Regions from separate parts of the Pan troglodytes genome. Here region 1 is linked to region 2. The links are chromatin contacts, called in public Hi-C maps. All regions are on one chromosome and are shown on one strand. Each heading gives the region's core, a stretch centred on a gene start, on an enhancer-like site or on the middle of the called end of the contact. The rest is flanking DNA. Distances are from core to core; before and after follow the strand shown.

Region 1 (6,515 bases), core at 2,582-5,081, 450 kb before region 2:
GGAGAGACCTAGTGTGAGATGATTGGATCGATCATGGGGGCAGTTTCCCCCATGCTCTTCTTGTGATAGTGAGTTCTCATGAGATGTGATGGCTTTATAAGGGGCTCTTCCCCCTTCGCTTCCTTCACACACTCCTTGCCTGCTGCATGTAAGATGTGCCTGCTTCCCTTTCTGCCATAATTGTAAGTTTCCTGAGGCCTCCCCAGCCATATGGAACTGAGTCAATTAAACCTCTTTACTTTATAAATTACCCAGTCTCAGGGAAGTTCTTTATAGCAGTCTGAAAACAGACTAATACAATATGTATAATATTTTCTTTGTCCATTCATCCATTAATGGATACTGAGGTTGATTCCATATCTTAGCTGTTGTGGGTACTGCTGTAATACATGGGAGTGCAAATATATTTTCGATATATTGATTGCCTTTCTTATGAACATAGACCAAGCAGTGGGATTGCTGGATCACATGGTAGTTCTGTTTTTAGTTTTTTTTTTTTGGGAAACTTATACTGTTTTCCATAGTTGCTGTATGTTGGTAACTTACATTCTTGCCAACAGTGTATAAAGGGCTCCTCTTTCTCCGCATTTGTTATTGCTTGTCTTTCAGATATAAGCCATTTTAACTGGGATGAAATAATATCTCACTGCCATTCATTTCTCTGATAATTAGTGATGCTGGGCATTTTTTTTCATATACTATTGGCCATTTGTGTATCTTCTTTGCAGAAATATCTTTTCAGATCTTTTGTCCATTTTTAAATAAGATTATTTGTATTGTTTGTTTTGCTATTGAGTTGTTTGAGATCCTTATCTATTCTGGATGTTAATCCCTTGTTAGATTGGAAGTTTACAAACACTTTCTCACATTCTGTAAGCTGTCTTTTCAGTTTGTTAATTGCTTTATTTGCTGTGCAGAAGCTTTTTTAGCTTGATGTGATCTCATTTGTCTATTTCTGATTTAGTTGGCTGTGTTTTTAAGGTGTTACTCAACAAATGTTTGCCCACATCAATGTCCTGGAGTGTTACCCCAGTGTTTTCTTCTGGTAGTTTTATAGTTACAATTTTTAGTTGTAAGTCCTTAATCCATTTTTACTTGATTTTTATACATGGTGAGAGATAAGGGTCTAGTTTCATTTTTCTGCATATGGATATCCAGTTTTTCTAGCACTATTTATTGGAGATACTGTGCTTTACCCATCGTATGTCCTTGGCACCTTTGTCAAAAAATGAGATAACCATAATGGATAGATTTATAGCTGTATTATCTATTCTGTTCCATTGTTTGAGGCATCTGTTTTTAAGCTAGTACCATGATGTTTACTATAGCTTTGTAGTATAATTTGAAATCAGATCATGTCTATTAGGTCCATTTGGTCTGTAGTAAATCTTAAGTCTGATGTCTCTTTGTTGATTTTCTGTCAAGATGATCTGTCCAATGCTGAAAATGGGTGTTGAACTATCAAGCTATTATGGTATTGAGATCTCTCTCTCTCTTTAGCTCTAATAATATTTGCTTTATATATCTGAGTGCTCCAGCATTGGATACATGTATATTTATAATTGTTATATTAACTTGCTGTATCAATCCCTTTATCATTATATAATGACCATTTTCAGTTTTTTTCCTGAAATATATTTTGTCTGATGTAATTATAGCTACTCCTGCTCTTTTTAGTTTACATGTCCATGGAATATATTTTTCCATTCTTTTAATTTCAATCTCTATGTGTTTTTATAGGTGAAGTGAGTTTCTCGTAAGCATCATATATTTGAGTCTTGTTTTTTATTGATTCCACCACTCTATGTCTTTTGAATAATTTTGTCCATTTACATTCATTGTTATCACTGATAGGTAAAGACTTACTACTGCCATTGTGTTATCTGTTTTGTGGTTGTTTGGGTGTTCCTCTCTTCCTTCCTTCCTGTCTTCTTTTATGTAAAAGTGTTTTTCTCCTGTAATATGTTGTTATTTCTTGCTTTTTATTTTTATGTATCTATTATAAGTTTTTGTTTTATGGTCACCATAAGGCTTGCAAATAACATTTTATACAAACTAGTTTGACTCTAATTACAAAGAAAGGGACAAAAGCAAACAAAGAGAAAACTAAAAACCTCTACACTTTTTTATTCCACCCTGTCCTCATTTTTTTGACTTTCTGCTTTCTCTCTTTACTTTTTTTTTTTTGAGATGCAGTGTCACTCTATCTCCAGGCTGGAGTGCAGTGATGCGATCTCGGCTCACTGCAACCTCTGCCTCCTGGGTTCAAACAATTCTCCTGCCTCAGCCTCCCAAGTAGCTGGGAGTACAGAGGTGCATCACCATGCCCAGCTAATTTTTTTTTTTTTTGTATTTTTAGTAGAGATGGGGTTTCAGCATTTTGACCAGGATGGTTTTGATCTCTTGATCCACCTGCATCATGATCCACCCGCATCCTGATCCACCTGCCTTGGCCTCCCAAAGTGCTGGAATTACAGGTGTGAGCCACCACACCCGGACTCCCTTTAGCATGTCTTTTAAGGCAAGTCTGGTGTTGACAAATTCCTCAGCTTTTGTTTGTATAGGAAAGTCTTTATTTCTAGTTTGTGTTTGAAGGATAACTTTGATTAATATAATATTCTAGGTTGAAAGATTTTTTTTTCCATCAGCACTTTGACTTTGTCATCTCACTTCCTGGTGACCTGCACAGTTGCTGCTGCTAGAAACATCAGAACTCCTTTATATGTTATTTGCTTCTTTTTTCTTGCTGCTTTTAGGATCCTTTCTGTATCCTTGACCTTTGAGAGTTTATTACATGCCTTGAGTTAGTCTTATTTGGGTTAAATTTATTGGATTTTAAAAATCTTCTTGTACTTGGCTACTCATATCTTTCCCAAGTTTTAGAAGATTTTCTGTTATTATTTCTTTGAATAAACTTTCTCTTTCCATCCTCCTTAAGGCCAGTAACGCCTATATTTGTCCTTTTGAGGCTATTTTCTAGATTTTTTTAGGCATTCTTTATTCTCCTTTTATCCTTTTTTCTTTTTTCTCCTCTAATTGTGTATATTGATATAACCTATCTTTGAGCTCATTAATTCTTTCTTGCTTGATCAGTGCTGCAGTTGAGCGACTCTGATGCAGTTTTATGTTTCTCAATTGTATTTCTAAGCTCCAGAATGCCTGCTTGAGTTTTTTAATGATTTCAATCACTTTGTTAAATTTTTGTGATAGAATTTTTAATTCCTTCTTTGTGTTATCTTGAAATTTATCGAACTTCCTCAATACAACAATTTTGAATCCCCTGTCTGAAAGATCACATATCTCCATCACTTCAGTATTGGTTGCTAGTGCCTTCTTTTGTGTGTTTGGTGAGGTCATGTTTTCCTGAGTGTTCTTGGTGCTTGAGGGCATTCACTGATGTCTGGGCATGGAAGACTTATATATTTAAACTAATCTTCAGTCTGGGCTTGTTTATATGCACCCTTGAGAGGGCTTTTTACAAATTCCAAGGGGAGTGAGTATTGTGACCAAAGCCTGTGGTCACGGCAACTGTTTCAGCACTAGGGGGCTCCATAAGCTCAGGAATGGTGCAAATCCTGTCGCCTCCTATAGACACTGCCTTGGTGAACTTGGGTAAGATAAGGGAGAATTCCCTGGGTCACCAGGCAAAGTCTCTCACTTTCTTTTCCGCAATCAAAAGGAGTCTCTCTTGGCCCTGGGCTATCTGAAATTGGGGAAAGGGATGATGTGGACACTCTCATATCCACCATAGCTGGCACTGTTCAGGGTCACATCCAAATTTTTACAGAGCAGCAAAATACTGGGACTCACCCAAAGCCTGTGGCCACAATTGCCTGGCTGCTGCTGCTGCTGCTGCTGCTGCTGCTGCTGCTGCTGCTGCTGCTGCTGCTGCTGCTGCTACTGCTACTGCTATTTACTCGAAGCCCAAGACCACTTTAGTCAGCAGATGGTTAATTCAGCCGGGTCTTTCTTATCAAGGCAGTGGAATCCCTTCGGACCAAAGGTAGATCTATAAGCACCATCCAGGAGCAAAGACCTGGAATCTGGGGTTTCAGGAATCTTCCTGATGCTTCATTTTACTTAGGCTCAGGTGGCACCCAAGTTGCAAGATACAGTCTTCTGTACTCTGTACTCACCTTCTGTCAAGCAGAAGGAATCTTTACTGAGGCTACAGTGCCTGGAGTTGTAGGAGGGGTGACACTGGCATTCATTTGGACACCACAGTTGGTGTTGCACCCCAAGTTCCCTGCCTACAAAACCAGTGCAGCAACAGGACTTGCCCTAGGACTGTGATCCTTGTGTCCTGACTGCCACTTAAATTTATTCTGGGACCCAGGCCAATTTCGTCAGCTAGTGGTGAAGCTAGCTACGACTCAGGTTTTTCCTGCTGGTGTAAGAAATTTCCCTCTGGCCCAGGGCTGGTCTAGATGTGCTCCCTCCGTGAGCACTCTTAGAATTCTGCCCTGTGCTGTGTTCTGCTGTGACAAGGCAGAAGTGAGTTCCAATATAGTTCTCCACACTCACTTTGCTCTCCGTCCCCACAAAACACATTTCCTCCCCATCTGTGCTGCCTGGAGTTAGGGTAGGTGAGGTGTAGGCAATGCAAGAGTGTCTTACCTACTCTCTTTAATACCTCTTTCCTCGATATTATGTTCAAACCAGTTACTGTGATACCTCACATGACTTTTTGGTTCCTATTGAAGGTGCTATTCTTAGTTTTTTGGGGGAAACTTCATACTGACTCTGTAATGGCTGTACTAATTTACATTCTCACCAACAGTGTACAAGTGTTTTCCATTCACCACATCTTGCCAGCATCTGTTATTAACTGTCTCTTTGATATAAGCCATTGTAACTGGGATGAGATGATATTTGTATCTCATTTTCATTCTCACTTGTGTTTCTCTGATGGTTATTGATGTTGAGCTTTTTTAAATATACCTATTGGCCATGTATATGTTTCTTTTGCAGAAATGTGTGTTCAGATCTTTTGCCCAGTTTTTAATTGAATTACTTTTTTGTCTGTTGAGTTGTTTGAGCTTTTCATATATTCTGATTATTAACAACTTGTCAGGTATATAGTTTGAAAACATTTTCTTAACATCTGCGGGTTGTCTCTTCAGTTTGTTGACTGTATCCTTTGCTGTGCAGAAGCTTTTTAGCTTGATATGATCTCATTTGTCAATTTTTGGTTTTATTGTCTGTGCTTTCGAGGTCTTACACAAAATATCTTTGCCCACACCAATGTCCAGGAGTCTGTTCCCAAAGATTTTTTTTTCTAGTAGCTTCATAGTTTCAGATTTTAGATTTAAATCTTCCATCCATTTTTATTTGAATTTGGGGCATGGTTCGAGAATAAGGGTCTAGTTTTATTTTCCTGCATGTCATTATCCAGGTTTTTATTAGCATCATTTATTGAAGAGACTTTGCTTTCACCATTGCATATTTTTGGCAACTTTGTTAAAAATGAGTTGGCTGTAAATTTGTGGATTTATATCTGGGTTTTCCATTCTGTTCTATTGGTCTATGTGTCTGTTTTTATGCCAGTATCATGCTGTGTTTACTACAGCTTTGTAGTAAATTTTGAAGGCAGATAGTATGATGTTTCCAAGTTTGTTATTTTTGCTCTAGATTGCTTTGGCTATTTGGTGTCTTTTGTGCTTGATATAAATTTTAGGATTATTTTTTCTATTTCTGTGAATGATAACATTGGTATTCTGATGGGGACTGCATTTAATCTGTAGATTGCTTTGGGTAGTATTATCATTTTAAAAATATTAGTTCTTCTAAATCATGAGCATGAAATATCTTTTCATATTTTTGTGTCTTAAGTTTCTTTCATTAATGTTTTATAATTTACCTTGTATAGGTGTTTCATTTCTTTAAGTTTATTTCTAGGTATTTTATTTTGTCTGTAGGTAATATAAATGGGATATATGTATCTTTTCCTGATTGATTGCCACTGCAATATAGAAATGTTTCTGATTTTATTGTTTATTTTGTATACTGCAACTTTACTGAATTTGTTTATCAGTTTTAAGAGTTTTTGGCCGGGCACAGTGGCTCACTCCTGTAATCCCAGCACTTTGGGAGGCCGAGGCTGGCGGATCACGAGGTCAAGAGATTGAGACCATCCTGGCTAACGTGGTGAAACCCCATCTCTACTAAAAATACAAAAACAAAAGACAAAAAAACAAACAAAAAAAAAAACGCTGAGCGTGGTGGCATGCTCCTGTAGTCCCAGCTACTTGGGAGGCTGAGGCAGGAGAATCGCTTGAACCTGGGAGGCAGAGGTTGCAGTGAGCCGAGATTGCGCCACTGCACTCCAGCCTGCATGACAGAATGAGACTCCACCTAAAAAAAAAAAAAAAAAGAGTTTTTTGATGGAGTCTTTAGGTTTTTCTAAAGCTAAAATAATATACTCAAACAAGGATAATTTGACTCCTTTTTTTCTAATTCAGATGTTCATTATCTTTTTCTCTTGCCTAATTGCTCTGTCCAGTACTTTCAATATT
Region 2 (6,850 bases), core at 949-3,448:
GAAATTCTAGGTGGTTGTTAAAATGGTACTTTTCCTCTAGGTATATGGCATACGTCTCAAAAAATAAAAATAAAAAAAAATCAAGTCTTGTGTATTAGTCTGTTTACATGCTGCTGATAAAGACATACCCGAGACTGAGCAATTTACAAAAGAAAGAGGTTTAATGAACTCACAGTTCTACATGACTGGTGAGGTCTCACAATCATTGTGTAAGGTGAAAAGCACATCTCACATGGCGGCAGACAAGAGAAGAGAACTTGTGCAAGGAAACTCCCCTTTATAAAACCATTAGATCTCATGAGACTTATTCACTATCATGAGACTAGCACAGGAAATACCCACCCCCATGATTCAATTAACTCCCACTGGGTCCCTCCCAAAACACGTGGGAATTATGGGAGCTACAATTCAAGATGAGATTTGGGTGAGGACACAGGCAAACCATATCATCTTGGTTCAGTAGGCATAAGGTGGGGCACGAAATTCTGCATTTCTACCATGTTCCCAGTGAACACAGCCAGTGCAGGACTGTGTTTTGTGTAGCATTGACTCAGGGAGAGAATGATTACTAACACATTTTTCAATCATTCTGAAAATATCAAAAAGAAAGCCTCAGTTAGGTGCTAGATGTCATTGGCATAAAGATGGGTTCTTTTTTTTTAATATAGAATTACTCTGCCACACTTCATTTCTTACTGCCCTATTATTTATTTGTGGAAGAGATTTTATTCTTCACTGAATATGCTATAGCTAGAATTTTTTGTTATTATACTTTAAGTTCTGGGATACACGTGCAGAAAATACAGCTTTGTTACATGCATATACATGTGCCATGCTGGTTTGCTGCACCCATCAAGATGGGTTCTATTTTCTTAGATTAAATTCCTGGTTCATGTGGTCCCTAAGAGTTTGCATGCAAGGTGTGTTGGTGAACCTATTAACTTATAAGGTAAAAGAACGTAGTAAAGCACAAATTATGGCTTTATACTTGTGTGGATTTTCTGCATTCTTATATTGATTTAATGAGAAATTCTAATACTTAGGACTGAATTAGAAGCTGACCATGATTCTTTCTTTAGCGAATTTCCCAAATAAGCTTATTTTTCTCCCTGGTATATAGTCAGTGAACCATTGTTGATGCTATGTGTGTTCACTTGTCACTTCTAAAGGTACTTCTAGCAAACAAGGCTTTCATTCATCCACTGGTACCCTTTAAACTATTTATAGGCTTAGAGTGATGGTTTGTGCTTCCACCAGACATAAAACCTGATGACTAACACTGGCCTTTATTGTAGATGGTGGGTCCATCTATTAGGCATCCTATTACCCAGGAGAAAGAAAATAAATGCCAGTTGGAACAAAGACTCTCTTTGTTCTTAGCTTTCATAGTCAACACCACAGTCTGTTAGGTTACCTTGGCCCTGCACAGGTTGGAGCCATCATCGTGTGCAGATTCATACTATCTGAACTCGTGGGACTTTGCCCTAGTGCTTCGCAACTTTGTTGTTACAGAGGCAGTTCCTTTGCTCCTAATATGTGTCCCTCCAGTCCCAATTCACTTCCACAATCTTCAAGTCAGGAAAGACAAAAGCAAAGGGCAGCCCAGACAAACAGTATGTCCCCTGCACTGGGGACCACCTCTGATAATATCCAATGGGTCGCAGCATGCGACAGTGTTGAAAATGAAACTCATACTGCAGTTTAAGCCAAAGAAAAGCATTGCTCTGATTACCTTAAAAGAATCCTTTATAAAAGAAAAATCTAAGCTCTCATTCAAAATTGCTTTATGGTGATTTTTAGAAGCAGGGTATCAAAATTGTGAACTTTGAACAGTGCCACAAAGGGGTGCTTGCTGGGGGAAGGAAACAAGCATGTTCAATAATGTAGGTTTTCAATAACAGGCTTTGTCTTTGAGGCTTAATACTTTATAGATAAATCTTTCCTCAGCCCCACCGGGATAATTGGACTACAGGGCACATATGTGAACAGGTTTTGTTTTCTATTTAACTAATAACTAGCTTTGTTGTGGTAATCCTTATTTATGCTCATTATTTAAGAATATGCAATAGGAGCAGTGATAATCCCCAGAGAGAAGCTTTGTGGAGACTGCTGGGGAAATCAACAGAATCGGGGTAAGATTTTTCTTAGCAGGATCGACTTTCAGAGAATATGCAAGAACTCCTGGAATCCTTCTGGGGGTGAAGTGCTTTAGAGGAGAGGAGAGCAGACTTTTGAGTGAAACCCACTTTACTCCTGCTCTCCTGTCTGTCTTGCCCACCTAGATTTTTTCATCTTTTCTAACAAGGTTCATGATAAAAAGTGAGAACTAATATTTCATAGGTCAGATAACACTGCCTTGCTGTGGGATTCGTTTTCTTTTAACCTAATTTGGTAGATTGTTTGCAATCTTGACATAACAGAAGAAGGTCCTGTATTGCCATGGATTTCTTGATGCAACTAACCCACGTTGTCAAGGCAACCCACCTCACTGATTTCTCCTGTCTAGAAAACCATTTCCACTGTTGCAAACCTTGTCACAATCATCTTTTAAAACACACAAGGTCAAATATGTCTCCTGTATGCACAAACCTGTTACTTTTTTATAAGATATCATGTCATTACAGTGAAAGAATTTGGCATGAGGGATGTGTATATTAAAGCATTAAAGTTAAAAAAACCCCATAGCATTTATGGCCTGCCTCTGCATTCGCAGGAGATTCAGGGCTGTTTACTACAGGCAGTTATATTTTTTGAAGCTGCAGTCACAATGTTGGCATAGTTTGACACATTTCTATGTAAATTGATTGCAATCAACAGCTTTCTCATGGTTTGAGGAATTAAATCACTGAAAAGACGAAGTATTTTCTGAGCTTAATATCACCCACTTGTATATTTTTCTTCTTTTTAAGAGTCGAGGCCCAGTTTTGGGAGTTCCTTCCATGGAAGTGGGGTCACTTCAAAATTCTGTGAGACTCTATGACAGTATCACACTTGAATTCAGAAACTGACATCATGAAAAAAAAAAAAAAAGTGTTTCCCCAGAGATCTACGCTGCTGAGTGGTTGATATTTAAAGGAAAATCCCAATGACAGGATAGTAACAAACATCTGACTCTTTTCTGCTGGCTCACTATTAGCAAGAAAACTGGGCTTCCTTAAGATCCTTATTGAAGTTTGAAGATTGAAAGAGCTTTTTAAAACCTAATCCTGGCAATGCACCTCGCAGGCTACATTTAACTTGCATGGTAATTTGAAGTAATTCTTAGTCACTCACTCATTGATCTAGGTTTTCAGATAGTTTTTAAAATATTTACAAGACTCTTTTTTCTCTTAAGTTTTTGTTCAGAAACTGATTACATAAAAGGTAGCCACATTTCATTTCATGATTCCTAAAGATTTGAGAACACAAGTATGTGGCCTTAAATAAAGTTTCTGTATGGGTCTTAATGGTTCAGAGCATTTTCATGCTGCACATTTATTAGATAAAACATACCTCAGCTCCTTTCAGCTGCTATTCTTATTTCAATAAATCAAAGAATTTTATCCATATAAAATAGTACAAATTATCATATCCATTATTGAGGAATTGGCATTATTTTCTTTCCATTATTGTGATTTGACAGATCAGGCATTCAAACGTCAGTCAGGCAACAAAGGCTTTTTGGTTGCCGAGCTCAGCCCTTTCTTGTTGTACCCTCCAAAAATTACTAGCACTCCATCACAACGCACAAAAGATTTGAGCCTGTTTATAGAAATATGTACCGAACAGTAAGGCGAATGGTTAAGGAGGTTGTGGTAAAAGAGAGTGAAGTGAACTCATAAGGCAAACATAAGGACAATGTGTACTCCAGGTCCCATATGTAGTTAGGTGGGAAGATCATTTGCTTCTAAAACCTTTCACAGCCAAAGCAAAAACAGAAGCTTGGTCAATTAAATTATTTATAGTATATCCATAGAAATGTTTTGGCAAATACAGAGGATATCAGGTCACTTAGAGCCTAGGGAAATTTGCCTTCTGGGTTATGATTAAGTAAATTCGATAAAGGCACAGATTTACCATGACAACTGTATTCTAAGATCCACTATGTTAATGACTACAATATTCGGCCAGAATTCACACATTGCTTAATAGTGCCAAGCATTGTGGTATGTGCATTGTTACATACGTAGCCCCATTTAATCCTGCTGAAAAACATGAAATCGGTATTCTTATCATAGTGTCACAAATGAGAAAACTGAGGCTTAGACAGACTAAATAAATCTTCTGAGGTCTCAGTTTTCACCTGGTGGAGCTGAATTAGTTTCAAATCAATGTGATGTCCAAGTCTATGGTTGTAAGCATGATCTTATGCTGCCACTGTGGTTCAGGGTAGGGAGGGATCATTTCTGCCTGGGTATATTAGAAAATGCTTCCCAGGGGAGGAGGTAGTTGAAACTGGTTTTGAATGGTGACTAGATGTTTCCCAGTGAGATATAGAGAGTTGAAGCAGTCCTAGGAAAGAAAATAGTACATTTAAACACACAGAGGATAAACCATTCAGAAATTCAAAATAGCTGGCTTTGCCAGAGAGAAGGATGACCACAGGCAAGTTTCTTAGCCACCCCTTTCTTATCTAAATAGAGGTAATAATAGGATGTCCACCACAGAAAGGTTGTGAGAATTAAGTTAATAATGTAAAACCATTAATATTAATATTAAGGCAGATAATATTCAAGGTAAAATAGAAAGCAAGTGTCAGATTATAAAGGATGCTTTGCTAAAGAATTTCAACTTTATCCAGAAGGAAATGGAAAGACAGTTACAGGTATTAGATAAGGAATTAATATATTTGTAGTTTTCAAACATCACTCCACAGCAATGTGTGGAGAACGAAGTGTCCAGGTGAGTGAGCCAGGCACAACATTCAAGCTAGAAAAGGAGATGGACTCAATTAAGTAGCAGCTGAGAAGACAGAGTAAAAGCACTTGGCAGGGTTTAGTTCCTGAGCTAAAGTTTAGTTACTGCCAGGGCCGAAGATGAAAGATGCGCTGGAGAAAGTGGTTCATGATACTCAGCTTTCTGACCTGAGTGATGGGGTGAACAGTTTAATTATTAACTGGGAAGAACATAGAAATGTGTAAATCTGGGGAAATAACATAAAAAGTCCCATCAGGGCACATGGGTTTGGGATGACTGTGAGCCAACCAGATGAGTGGTAAATCTGAGAAAGGTTGAGTCTGGACTGACAGAAGTGTGAGAAAAGAAGTCATCAGGATGTCTCTAGAAGCCTCAGGCTCAGAGGAGTCAGGAAGAGAGTGATGAGAAAGACTGGGAGAGTATGATGAGACTGGGGATGAAGGTGAAGGCCTGGGAACTGAGGGGCAGGGGCAAGTAGAGAAGAGGAGCAAAAGAGAATGAGAAGCAGCAGCCATCAGAGAGGTGCAAAGGACCAATAGAGACTAACACTCTTGAATCAAAATATAAAAAACACGGGAATAGTCAATAGTATCAGGTGCTGCAGACAGGACTGAGAGTAAATATACATTTAGGATGTCATTGGTAATTTTGGCAAGAGCAGTTACAGTGGAGTGTTGGGTTTTGTTTTGTTTTGTTTTGTTTTTGAGACAGAGTCTGGCTCTGATGCCAGGCTGGAGTGCAGTGGCGTGATCTCTGCTCACTGCAACCTCCACCTCCTGGGTTCCAGCGATTCTCCTGCCCCAGCCTCTGGAGTAGCTGGGATTACAAGCATAGGCCATCACGCCTGGCTAATTTTTGTATTTTTAGTGGAGACGGGGTTTCACCATGTTGGACAGGCTAGTCTCAAACTCCTGACCTCAGGTGATCTGCCCACCTCGGCCTCCCAAAGTGCTGGAATTACAGGCGTGAGCCACCACTCCTGGCCTGGAGTGTTGTTTTTGATAGCTACATTTCAGAGGGTTGAAGAGTCAAGAAAAGATGAGAAAGGGTTGACATTTGGAGAAAGGTACAATATTCTTTCCAAAATGTTGCCTGTGAAGAAGTAAGCAAGTCAGTAGCTATAGGTGGAGCACAGAACCAAAGGATAGATGTTTTTACTGGAAGATAAACATAAAAGAGTTCTGAAACATCAGTACAATGAGCAAACAATGGAAAACATATAATAGGAAACAGAAAAAAAATTCACAAAATAATACAAATAGTAACTACACAATTATATCCATCCATTCCCAGCATGGATGTGGTTTTATCTTCTTCCTCCATCCTTTTACACATTTCTTATAAATGTGAAAAAAATGAAAATTTAAACAATAGCTGATACCAATTTTATCCTCTTAAATTGGCATTCAAAACGTGCTAATAGTGAAATAATTTGGTGTAATTTTCCTGGAGGGCAATTTGGCTATATATTTGTGTGATAGATGTATTGGCTATATATTTGTGTGATAGATGTAAACCAGAAATCTTGACTATGTATGCAACCTCTCCCTTAAATTTCATTTCTAAGAATTTATCTTAATGAAATAATCACAGATGTGCACAATATTTTGCTACTTAAATTTTGGGCACAGAACTAGCTATAAGAGAGAATACAAAACGTAAAACCTAAAACAATTATACTTTTAGAAGAAGGCATAGGAAAAATTTGTATGACTTTGAGATGGGCAAAAATATCTAGATATGACTGACATCCAAGCAAACAAAAGTTTCTAATTGTAATATAGATAATATAGATTTTAGTTGACCTATATGATATCATGTATGTAGCCATCAAAAATGAAATACATATACATGATATATTGTTACATTTTAAAGCAGTTATCATTGAAGCATGTTAGTATAATTTTGTTTATTTAGAAAGAAAACTGTTATTTGACATTTCATTGAAGGTTCT

The links. A called contact is a pair of places that touch in the nucleus more often than the background predicts.
Region 1: a contact with region 2 is called in a Hi-C map of induced pluripotent stem cells, with 2.6 times the contacts expected there. The contact joins two enhancer-like sites. A contact is called at or near these places in 4 of 7 Hi-C or Micro-C datasets (induced pluripotent stem cells, a lymphoblastoid cell line and stem cell-derived neural progenitor cells) and 1 of 1 other capture datasets (stem cell-derived neural stem cells).

What each region holds. Positions count from the first base shown.
Region 1 is chr3:165,727,762-165,734,276 of NHGRI_mPanTro3-v2.0_pri, reverse strand. All of the region lies in intron 2 of MARCHF1 (membrane associated ring-CH-type finger 1), which reads left to right. Among named protein-coding and RNA genes, the nearest start is that of MARCHF1, 360 kb to the left of the region's middle. Within about 2 kb of position 3,831, at least 1 of the 24 cell types and tissues checked has an H3K27ac peak or open chromatin away from gene starts, as enhancers often do. A contact at or near this core is called in induced pluripotent stem cells, where this site is marked.
Region 2 is chr3:165,279,314-165,286,163 of NHGRI_mPanTro3-v2.0_pri, reverse strand. All of the region lies in intron 7 of MARCHF1 (membrane associated ring-CH-type finger 1), which reads left to right. Among named protein-coding and RNA genes, the nearest start is that of TMA16, 71 kb to the right of the region's middle. Within about 2 kb of position 2,198, at least 3 of the 24 cell types and tissues checked have an H3K27ac peak or open chromatin away from gene starts, as enhancers often do. A contact at or near this core is called in induced pluripotent stem cells, where this site is marked.